Regions from separate parts of the Arachis hypogaea genome. Here region 1 is linked to region 2. The links are chromatin contacts, called in public Hi-C maps. All regions are on one chromosome and are shown on one strand. The core of a region is the stretch at or near the end of the contact, and the rest is flanking DNA. Distances in the headings are between cores, read along the strand shown. Region 1 holds the start of LOC112790629 (large ribosomal subunit protein uL18c). Region 2 holds the start of LOC112790627 (pectinesterase/pectinesterase inhibitor PPE8B).

The links. A called contact is a pair of places that touch in the nucleus more often than the background predicts.
Region 1: a contact with region 2 is called in a Hi-C map of leaf, with 4 times the contacts expected there. The contact joins the promoter of LOC112790629 here to the promoter of LOC112790627 in region 2. A contact is called at or near these places in 2 of 8 Hi-C or Micro-C datasets (leaf and an unstated tissue).

The regions. Positions count from the first base shown.
Region 1 is chr3:57,080,017-57,086,016 of arahy.Tifrunner.gnm2.J5K5, forward strand. It overlaps LOC112790629 (large ribosomal subunit protein uL18c), which reads right to left and starts at 3,740. Exons shown (of 3, transcript XM_025833112.3): 1 at 3,408-3,740; 2 at 2,375-2,536; 3 at 934-1,422. The coding sequence starts at 3,569. The coding sequence ends at 1,273.
Region 2 is chr3:56,214,692-56,220,361 of arahy.Tifrunner.gnm2.J5K5, forward strand. It overlaps LOC112790627 (pectinesterase/pectinesterase inhibitor PPE8B), which reads right to left and starts at 3,918. Exons shown (of 3, transcript XM_025833110.3): 1 at 3,372-3,918; 2 at 2,392-2,934; 3 at 1-300. The coding sequence starts at 3,723. It also overlaps the pseudogene LOC112777883.

The sequences.
Region 1 (6,000 bases), core at 2,490-4,989, 870 kb after region 2:
AATTTTTTGCGAGAATTGTGTTACTACAATGATGTCAAAAATTCTAGTTAAAAATGTTTACATTTACTTGTTCTGTTTAATTGCGGAGTACGAACATTATTCTCAAGTATTGGATTATTTTTTGTAGCTATAGTTTACATTTATCATTTTTCACTACAGTTGTGATGCTATCGAGGTTTTCTCAACTTTTCCACGCTCACAATACATTTGATCACTCGTATTTAATCATGGCTAATTCTATGGTGCTTATAAGTTTTTGCCTAATTTATGTTTTCCAGTAAGTTTTAATTTTTTAAAAATTATTTATTCTTATATCTTTTAAATTAAATAATAATTTTTAACCTTTCTTAATAAATAAACACCACTTTTTAGGCAGCATAGTATTCACCTTTAATCATTTAAGCTACTGAGTTGAGTATTTTAAGTGTTAAAAATGCAAGCAATTTTGCTAGGTGGAGTACCATCTAACTGCAGTCAATTAGTATATGGACGGTGAAAGAAACCCAACAAGGAAAAAAAAAAAAATCCTAAATCAAGAGTAATCATAATCTCAGTTTCACTCTTTATTCTTTCCCCATGTCACCTAGCCCCTTCCCCTTCTGCCACCAGCAGTTACCCACGTGTCCTCTTCCGCCACCAGCAGTCACAGGTCTTCCACCATCAACCATGCATCACCTTTCGTCACTTGCAGCCACACGTGACATCACAAACGTGGTAACATCTCCTTGGTGTTTTTTTTTTCTTCCTTTCCTCCACGTCTCTTCTTTTCTTTCTTATATTTTAGATTTTTTTTTAGATTTTGGATAATTTTTTTCAATAGTTTTAGAAGTTTTTTTTCTTTACTTTTTGGATTTTTTTTTTTTATATTTTGAAAAACAACATCCAAAACTTAACAGAAACATCTAACATCATTGAAATAAAACATATGAAACCTAACAAAAAAATATCAAAACTTGTTGAAAAGAACATCCAAAATACAACAAAAAGAATCATCTAAAGTCATTGTAGAAGAACTTCCAAAAGTGATCTAGAGAAAAAGAAGAAACGTGAAGGAAGGGGTGACGCAGAAAGATAGAAGGGACGCAACGGGAGAGGTGAAGGGGTCGGAGGGCATGTGTTTTTTGAGCAAAAAACTAGTTTTTCAAATTTTAAAATCAAGTGTTGAAAAGTTGGCTGCTTGGCCGCATATAGGATTGTTCTCTAGACTTTCTAATTGTTAAATCATTAAGTAACAAACTTCAAAATGAACTACATGGCAAGTGCATAATCATTTTAGAACTCTAGGCCATGTTCGCGAGCTGCATCTGCGAGTGCTTGAACACGACCATGGTACGGGTATCCACCTCGGTCGAAGGCCACCTTTGTAATCCCTTTCTCCAGACAGGACTTTGCAATGATTTCACCAACCCTCTTTGCTACTTCCTGAAGCCAAAAACAAAAACAAGAAAACAGAAACAAAACGAAAGGACCAGTGTCATAATTGAGTGGCTGAAAAGTATGAAGATGATGCAAACAAAGCAAGAATTCTTCCAAGGGAGTCAGACCTTACAAACTGTGTACACCAGAAACACAATCACGGAAGCAAGGTTATTTGCCAAGATACAAATTATACATGATACTCAGATTGAAAGGAAAATATGAAGATTCATGTGCAAATAATGAGTGATCTGGATTCCTGCTTCCAATATATATTGAACAATTTGAGGAAAAGTGGTAAAATCTTGGAACCCTGATGTGTAATGCTATTACTCGAAGTGGATATCAGTGAAAGTGGAGAGGAGCTTCAAAATGTAAATGTGTTTCTTCTACAAGTCTATGGAGCATTATGAATCAAATTAAAACTTAAACTTCTATTAAATTGGCATTAATAAAGCAAATAAACATCAGAGGTAACAGTTTCATATTCAGTATGCATTCGATGCTGAGAAACTCGGTGACCATTAACTGTTAGGTTTCCAATCAAAGATGCTTGAACGGTAAGAGATTTAGCTGACTTGCAGTAGTTACTATGGGAACAAATGTACAATCATAATCAAGGTATCCAGGTTCCTTGGTTTCCAAACTACAATGAAAAATTTGAAAACTATGTGTAGTAAAAACCAGTTCGCTTAAGTGTCAAGTTTAAATAGAGCATTGAATGCTATTTGTCACTGTAAAGTGAATAATTTTTCCTCTTTGGTATAAAGAGTTTCCAAATAACTATTTATAACCTAAAACTTTATATTCTTTTCCAGGTTAGTTTTTAAGTTTGAGAAGTTATCTATTAAGGAAACACGACGTTTAATCACAAGAACAGGAATGTTTCCAGTGCGTGGACTGAAGTATGACAGTAATTAAGCGATAATCAGCACATCAAAAGCATTTTAGAGCTTACAACTGTAGGACCAGCTGTGTAGTTGAACTCTTCAAAAACTGCCTTCTGCATTGTTGAAACCGAAGCAAGAGTGTGCATGTTGGTGTCATCTATGACCTGGACAGAAAGATGCTTGTTGGATCGGAACACGGACAATCGTGGCCTTTCTGGTGTCCCTTCAACCTGACAAACCAGAAAATGATCCAAAACAGATATGCATTGCATTCTTCATGAGGTGAACTTACAATCAAAAGCTTTACCAAAGAATGCCTTGGCATTCCATATAAGCAGTAAAAAGACTGTTCCACAGAGTACAGTACTAGCAATAAGAAGAAAAAGGTAAAGAGAAAACCGGGTACATTTTCCCCCTCTTGAACAGAAATTTTCATTTTCTTTTGTTTTAACTTTTTTCTTAAATCATGTAACAAAGAAACTCATCCAATATTTCAAATCTGTTAAGTTTACATGCTTAACCAATTCCAATTACTAGGTGAACCCTGCAGTACCAAAACTTATGAACTTCCACTAAATGGAAAGATGGATCATAAAGCACAACAAAGTGCATATAATATAAAGCCATAGCCAACAATGCAGAAAAAACAAATAAATCACTGCATATTCAGCAAAGAGAAAAAACAAACAAAAGCATAAATGCAACAGGTGTAAAATACAATTGCATATTGTCGGGCATGAATTGACTTTCAAACACACTAAATTAGGCTCCTTTTGTTTAGTGTTTAACACAAATAACGGAGGTACACAAAAGATGTAATCACACAGAAACCGAGAGTGACATGGTAGCAATTAAATAAACTGTCTTAATATGCATATCAGAAGGAAGGACACTAGAGTCTCTCTTTTCAACGTCTTGTTTGAACTCAGCATCAGAGAACTACAATGTTAACAACATGAAATCAGTGTAAACAATTAACTATTCAAAAAGCAAGGAAAGAAGAAGGGTAAACCGTAAAAACAGCCAGCAAAAACCATAACTACTCTCAGAATTCTAGCAGCTACTATAATTTAGAAAAGAAGGAACGTAATTAAAAGGGACCTTCTTCCTGATGCGGGTGTGGCGGGCGGTCCTGTCTTGTCGGCGGGTGGTGGAATGGGCTTCAACGACGAAACAGAAGGAAGGGGTTAGCGGGTTCGGTGGGAGGAAGGAGGAGGAAGTGGGGAACGCTGATTGAAGGAAGGAGAGAGAAGAAGTATTCATTCTTGTGTAATCTCTAATCACTCGCCCTTCGCGCTACTTTTGCTATCATCACACCTTATCCTTCTGCTGCTTCCTACTTCCTACTTCCTACTTCCTACTCTCCCATTTTCGTCACACTTTCTAGATTTTATTTTTTTGAGTTTTTAATTTTGATAAGATGACAAAGAGGTCTTAACTTTTTGATCGCCAACATTTAAGTTTTTATGAATTTAAAAATATATTTAAGTTCTCATCTTTTTAAAATTTAGATATATAAATTCTTTATATTCATTTGGGTCAGTCAGATCTAACAAAAATATCAAATGACTTTCGTTCATTCGGATACAGAGAGAATTTTTAAAATAGAACAAATTAAATTTAGAATCGATGTCTCCAAATTTTGAAAAGGTCATAAACTTAAATCTATTTTTAAATCCTTAAAAAATTAAATGTCTGCAGACCAAAAAATTTCATCAAATATTATTTTGAAAAATTTATTATTATTATTATTATTATTATTATTATTATTATTATTATTATTATTATTATTATCAAATAAATAGGTTAATTTACATTTTTAATATTCTAAATACAATATAGAAATAAAATTATTAATTAACAACATAAATTTTTTAAGAAAAAAATGTATAAATATTTTAAGTTAGGAAAAGTATGAGAAGCCAATGAAATATTTATACAATGTGTACAATGATTGTATATATGTAATGCATGTATAAGCCACGTTGTGGCTTTTCTTTCTTTTGTTTCCGAAAAACAAATAATAATAATAATAATAATAATAATAATAATAATAATAATAATAATAATAATGTTAACAATTACAAAAATTAATTTAAATTTTTGTTTATCAAAATAATTTTCAATAAATAATTTAAACTAATAGAATAAATCATAATTAAATTAAATATCAGTAATTTTTAAATTTTAGTTAATTATTTTTAATAAAATAATTTTTTTAAAAATAAAATCTCAACAAATATAATGACTCGTAAATAACTAATTATTTATTTTTTTAAAAATTTGAGGTCATACATAATAAATCATAAATAACTAATTATTTAATTTTTAAAAACTCAAGATATTATAGAATTCATTCAAATAAATTAATTTTTATATTAAATTGTACAAAACCATAATATATGAACAATATAAAAAGCATTGAAGATTTAATTAAGAAACACAAAAATTATATTGTTTAGTTGAATTTTATAGAAAAATGACAAAAAATTTAGTTAAACAGGACATAAATTTTATTTGAATAGCATAAAAATGTAAGTTGAATAATACGTAAATTATTTTGAATTGTATATTTTTCAGTTGAATAACAAAAAAAAAACATAAATTTTAATATCTAAAAATAGAAACTTTAGTTGAAGAATACAAAATTTAAATTGTGTAAATTTTTTAGTTGAATAACAAAAAACTTCTTACAAAAATTTTAGCTGAAAATACATAAATATTAGTTGAATAACACCAAAAAGTAGCTTGAATGATATAAGCTCCCCTCCTCAAATTGGTTCTTGCGTTATTGGTAATGTAACAGATGTAACAGCTTAGCTTGCTCATCTCCTTTGAGAACCAGAAGCCAATCATGATGAAGATGATTTCAATATACAACAGACAATTCATATCCCTGAGACACCCCATCAGACAGAAGATGTACTTTGTCCTCCTCCAAAATCTTCCAACACTCTTGGCCCTTTGTGTTACCAGATTATGGATATCTCGCTGCCTGTTAATTTCAGCTTGCCATCTGCCGAGAAACTGAAATCGTATGAAGAACTATGCGATAGTTGAAGAACCCGTAACACTAGAGAAGAGTTTGTGAAAACAGAATTAGTAATGCAAAACAATCTTTAAAATGAAGAAACCTCTATTGCTAAAGTGTAAGAAAGAAAAATGTGTACAACAATGATATAAGACTCTCTATAGAACCTGAAGATTAAGACTACATATATATATGTACTGCAACACTATTTTGCAGACCAATAACTAACTTAAGCAGACCAATTCTAACTAACCAATCTTGTGTCTTCTTGACGTCTTTCCTTAATATCTTTTCTTTCTTTATTTATACCTACAACACCATCTACCTTGAAGCAATATGATGTGACAAGCTACCCAAAGCTTCATATCGCTAAGTCCATTCCATGATATTAAACGATGTTTCTAACTTTATACTTTGTTGTGTTCTCTCCCTTCCTTTCTTCTTTGCTTATAGGATCTGTTTCTAGTTTTCAGGATTTGGTTTGTTCACTAATCATTTTTCTTCTTCGTACATGTTTGAGATTATTTGAGTACTAAAAACATATTTGCGTGAATTAAAAAATATTAAAAACACTTATATTCATGATTCAGATTATTTGAGTACACTAAAACAGGGACAAGAAAAGTTGCGTGAATACCTTACATGTTTCATGAATGTTGCCTT
Region 2 (5,670 bases), core at 2,668-5,167:
GGCCGTGCGCCGTAATGGTGTTCTTTTGATCCGGTAGGCCTTTTTTAGCGAGGATTTGGCAGTTCTGGAAAATCGCAGTCGCATCGCCAAAGATGAAGTCAACGGTGCCAGTGATTTTGCATTCTCTGTAAAATTGACGCATTGTGTGGGCGTAGAGGCTGTCTTGGTAACCAAAGATACCACATCGGTAGTAAACGCTAAGGTCCGAGTCGGATCTTAGCGCCACTGCTTGGTGCTTCGCCGGCCCTGCTGTGTTCTGGAAAGCGATGTCTCTTGCTATGAATCCTCTACCACTCACAGCTGCACATGTATCATTCCACATCATAATCAGTATATAAAAAAATTTGAGAAAAAATAATTGTATTTATATAAAATTGATAGAAAAAAAATATTAAATAATAATTTAGTCAAAGTTAAACCTGATGTGCAGTTCTCTTTATAAAAAAATATGGTTAAGTATCATTAAACATATTAATTTTTTTATTAATTTTTAACTGCTTTACACGAAAACAACTGCCTGTTAATCTGTTCCAAAATAAAATTGTATAAGTTCTGGTATCAATTAATTGTCCATTGTACCGAATTAGAAAATAGACGGCACAATTAATTGAAGTGGAGGGAGGTGTATGAGATTTGGGTCAGAGATTTCAGATGTTAAACAAGGCGTGTGGACTTGAAGCATTATTAATGTAATGTAGGTACAGCACATGTGCTTATTAAATTGTGGTTGGAGAATTGGATTAAGTTATGTTTATATGTTAGTTAGGGTTTAATAAATAATATGGCCCTACAATGTACTGCTTATGAATATGTAATCGTGGACTATATCGAATGTTCCTGAGGATGTTATTAAGTTATTTCGTGTTGCTTCTGGTGTAGGCCATTCCATTGATAATCCATTTCATGATGAGTTAAGAGTTTAGGCGAAATAGAAATCTAAGTTAATGTAAGATAGTTTCGAGTTCTCGTTGTCTACACAATACAATGCAGGCAGTAGACATGACCTGACCTCCGGATGGGATAGAGGTCAACTTTAGGTCTCAAATAGCCACGCAAAGCAAACATATTTTTTCCACCATATTATTATTAGATGGACAATGATGTGTTACGTGTACCTAAAATTTACAGTTTTATACCATCACTAAAATATGAATTAAAAAAATTGTGACAACTTTAATAAAAATAAAGACTAAAGTGACAATAACAGAAAAAGAAAAGATGAGGTTGATGATATAAGAAAAAAGTGATAAAAAGTAAAAAGGAATTAGAAAAAGGGAAAGAATGAATGAGTGTATATTTGTACTTTGAGTAAACCGTTTATTTTGTTTTATCGTTCTCAAGACTGTGGTCATAATAAAAATTGATATTCATTTTCAAAAGTAATAGTTGTGTTATATTACATACTGTGTAATTTATTTTGATCCTTTTGTGATAGAAAAAAGAGAGGGGGGGGGGGGGAATAATGTAACTCACAAAATGTAACTTTTAATGACCAAATTATTATAAAAATCTTGAAAATCAATTTAATTTTTATTACTAACACACAAGTATGAATTGGAGAAATTGAACCGTGTAGAAATACTTTTATATCTACTTTTACTATATATAATGAAAATTAGAGAGGAGTTTGGTGCACAAAATTGTATTCATAAAATATATTTTATCATCTATATCAACAAAAAAATCTTTTGTTCCTAAAATTTGAATCCAAACCATTTAATTATGGTGCAAAATTAGATTAGTACACTACTATTAGTTCATAAATTAAAGAAAGTATATAGGATATATCCTTATTTCTACAAACATAAAAATAAACAAAAGAATAGAAATGACAATAAATAAATGAGCAGAAAAGTAATATGTAGTAATAATTTCTTGTTTTATATAGGAAGATAAAAATCATGAAACATCTCCAACCGTACAAGTCATATCTCATAAAAGAAAATTGTATGATACATTGTTTGCTATTTACGTACTCATCACTTTATTGATATATGATTAAGTTATAACAAGCCACAATATAATAGTATAGTATAATAATAAAAAGATTATCATATGTACACAAACATTTAGCCATTAAATTAGTTATTATATATTTATATATAAATATATAAATTATTTAATTTATTTTTAATATATATTTTATATTTTAAATTATATTAATATAATAATTAATTTTTAACTAATTTTTTTTCTACACATCATATATAGACAAAATAAAACTCTAATAGAATTTTAATTAATATCTACCTAAAGAAATAGAATGATGAATATATATATATATATATATATATATATATGAGATCATATCGCTAATATTAATATTAAGACAGGAGAAAAATTTAAAGGAACAAAATAAAAAATATATAAAGAGAAAAGTTTCGGTCTTACCAAAAGTGGCTGACCGGAAAGTGGTCCAACCATCAACAAAACTGCGGTTACCGGTAATAACGGTGTTATTCATCCCATCTCCAATAATCATAAGATTCCACTTCTTCTTCTTAATCTCAACATTCTCATTATAAACACCCTTCTTTATGTATATCACATACCGACTCATACTATAATTAGGTGCATCTTTCACAGCATCCATTATCTTTGTGTAATTCCCAGTGCCATCGGCGGCCACCACCGCGTCGGCGAACACCCCCACGCCGTTGTTGTTCGCTTCCAGAAGCTTCTTCCTATCCCTTGGTTTCACCCATGCAGGGAACTTCCCTTGTTTTGTGGAGAAGGAGTGATCCGGAACCGGGTCCACTTGGGTTAGTAGGTTCTGAACCAGTGAGATCATTTGGACTAAGCCAGTGGAAACTAGACCCTTAACCATGCTATTAGTGCCTTCGAATCCGTCCATGCATGTTTCTGGATTCGCCAGTGTTGCACTTAGCCATGTTCTTAAATCTGAGCTTAGGTTCCCAGTACTGTTATGCTTCCCTATAAAATAATAAATATACTTTAAATGAATAATATATATAATAATATTATTACTATACCCATTTTTTCTTTAATTTAATGTCACATGGATTTCCGACATTTCAACAAGATGAATTAATCAGAAGTAATAAAAGAAAATCAGTTCAAAAAATATTATTATCCGGAAACTCCTTTCAAATTTAATTTATTCAATCACAATAAAATTAGCGTTTAAATAGATATTAACTTGTTTTAGCATGCTCGATTAAGTGAAAAGTGTAGAGTGACGAGGCAGCAATGCAAACAGGAGTTGAAGCTTGAAATGAAATCCCCTGTTTTCAACTAAGGAATTGTTTTCCTATTTGAACCCAAGAAATTCATATGATTTACAATTTAATTTAAACATAATGTAACTGTAACGGCACTAGAGACGGATGTGATGTTGCTCTGTACTGTACCTTGGGGGTTCTGAGTGGCGGAAACAGACCAATCAAGCTCATCAGAGGACAAGTCAAGCAAATCGACACAGTCAGAAACGGCATTAGAGACACGAAAATCATCACCGAATCCGCCATTGTCGAACTCAGCTAGAATGGACATAATCCCTTGCATAACATCAACCACATCTCTCACTGACACAACAAATTCAGAAGGAGTCACTTTGAGACACTCTGATCCAGCGAAATAAGCACCGCCATCAGCACCACCAAGAAACGCCACCGCCACCAGAAAGAATAACACAGAAGATGTGATAGTGAAAGAAGAAGTAGGTGTACGAAGTAATGGCATTTTTCTTGAAGCAAGAGCCATTGGAATAAGAAAGGACTGAGAGTATAGATATAATGCTAAACTAAGGGGATTTGCAAATATTTAAAGGGAAAGAGAGTGTGTGAGAGAGAAGGAAGGAAGCCAATAAAGGATAGAAGGTGTTGGTTAGCCTTGGCAGGTGAGGAAATTTAAGAAGGTAAGCAGCAATGTCAAAGTTTCCTGAGTTATGTTTTGTGTGTGTTTGTGACGGAGTCAACTGCCTCTCTGGAAGATGGAAACAGTGTCGTAAAAGGAAGGGAGTAAGGGTTACTCAATGGTCAAATTCTTTTGAAAGTTAATGCATGGCCAAAAATAGTGATTATTCCATCACAGTCAAAATATTAATTCTAAAGGTATAATTAAATCAAATTAAATATTAAAAATAATTTAAATTCTTTTAAAGTTTAGAATAAAAAATGTATTTTATTTCATAAAACAAAATAAAAAATTTGAGTGATCTAAAATATTTTAGTTTATAGATAATTACAATTTTTATTTTTAGAGTAAAGTTATAATTAGATCCTCGAAAATGTTGACTTTTGACTAATTATTCTCACAACTAGAAAATTACTTAATATTTACAGACAGATTTGGTCTTTATTATTGACGAATTTTTGGTTATCGACGGATTTTGTCCCTCTGTAAAAGTCTCGTCGAAAATTATTTACTGGCAAATTTTTTTCCGTCGGTAATTTACCGACAGATTTTTACCAGTTACCGATAAAATTTTCCTATGTAAATTCTCCCCTCCATTTTCGTGAAACGTCAGACTTTCTGACGAATTTTTTGTCAGTAATTAGAGATAGATTTTTCGACAGATTTTCCGTTAGTAATTAGAGACGGATTTTTCGTCGATAATTAGAGGTAGATTTTCTGACAAATTTTTTGTCGGTAATTGGCAACAGATTTTTCTATTGCAAAATAAATCTTTTTTTATGCAAAATAAATATAAATTTAATAAATACAAATTTTATTGATAGTATAAATAGAAAAACACACTAGTGAGTACAAAGCGTTTTTTTCTAACAAAAAGCAATTATTTCCATGTAATAATACAAACTGAATACATTAGATGACAAGTAACTACTAGTGGACTTATCAAGATTCAATATCCTAATTTACGGATAGCTTCATTCTTTTTTAAGCTTATTAGTAATGGTGGCAATATACTTGCCTTGGTGAATGCTTGCTCCATCTCAAGTTTAGTTAGTTGTCTTGATCCATCACCACCAGCATAAGTTCCAGCGCCGTACGGACTGCCACCCTTCACTTCATTCATCTCGAACATGCCGTCGCCGAATGTATATCCGATTGGGACAAATAGCATTCCATGGTGAACCAACTGAGTGATAGCTGTTAGCCTGCCATTGATTTCACAATTTTCTTATCATTATTGGAACTTCATTCATGAGTCCTATTAATTACCAATTGATACTAATTTCAAAAATGTTAGGTGCACCTCAAAATCATTTATCAAATTAGTCAAATTTGTATTTTATATTTAGATAAATATTATATATATATATAGTTGATTTAATAACTGATTTTTTATAGACACGTAATATGGTTGTAATAGTTGAGAGTGAAATTCTTACGCTGTAGTCTCCTGTCCATCACCTTGAGAACCGGTATTGTAGAAGATTCTAGCGGGCCTGCCAGCAAGCTGTTGTGTCTGCCATAGGCTTCTAGTTGAATCTAGAAAAGATTTGAACTAAGCAGCCATCATTTCGAATCATGTTGGGAAGCCGAACACGAAATTGTCACCCTCTGGCAGCTCCTTCGAGTTAATGAGCGGCACATCGCTCTTCGGTGGTGCTCCCATTTTGCCAAGCACCTCTTCCATGTAAAACCCGTGAAATTAGTAATTAATTAACCAATAAATTAATTATTATTTAAAGAAATTAAAAAATTAAAGTTTATAATTTAATGAGATAGAGCTAATTAAAATAA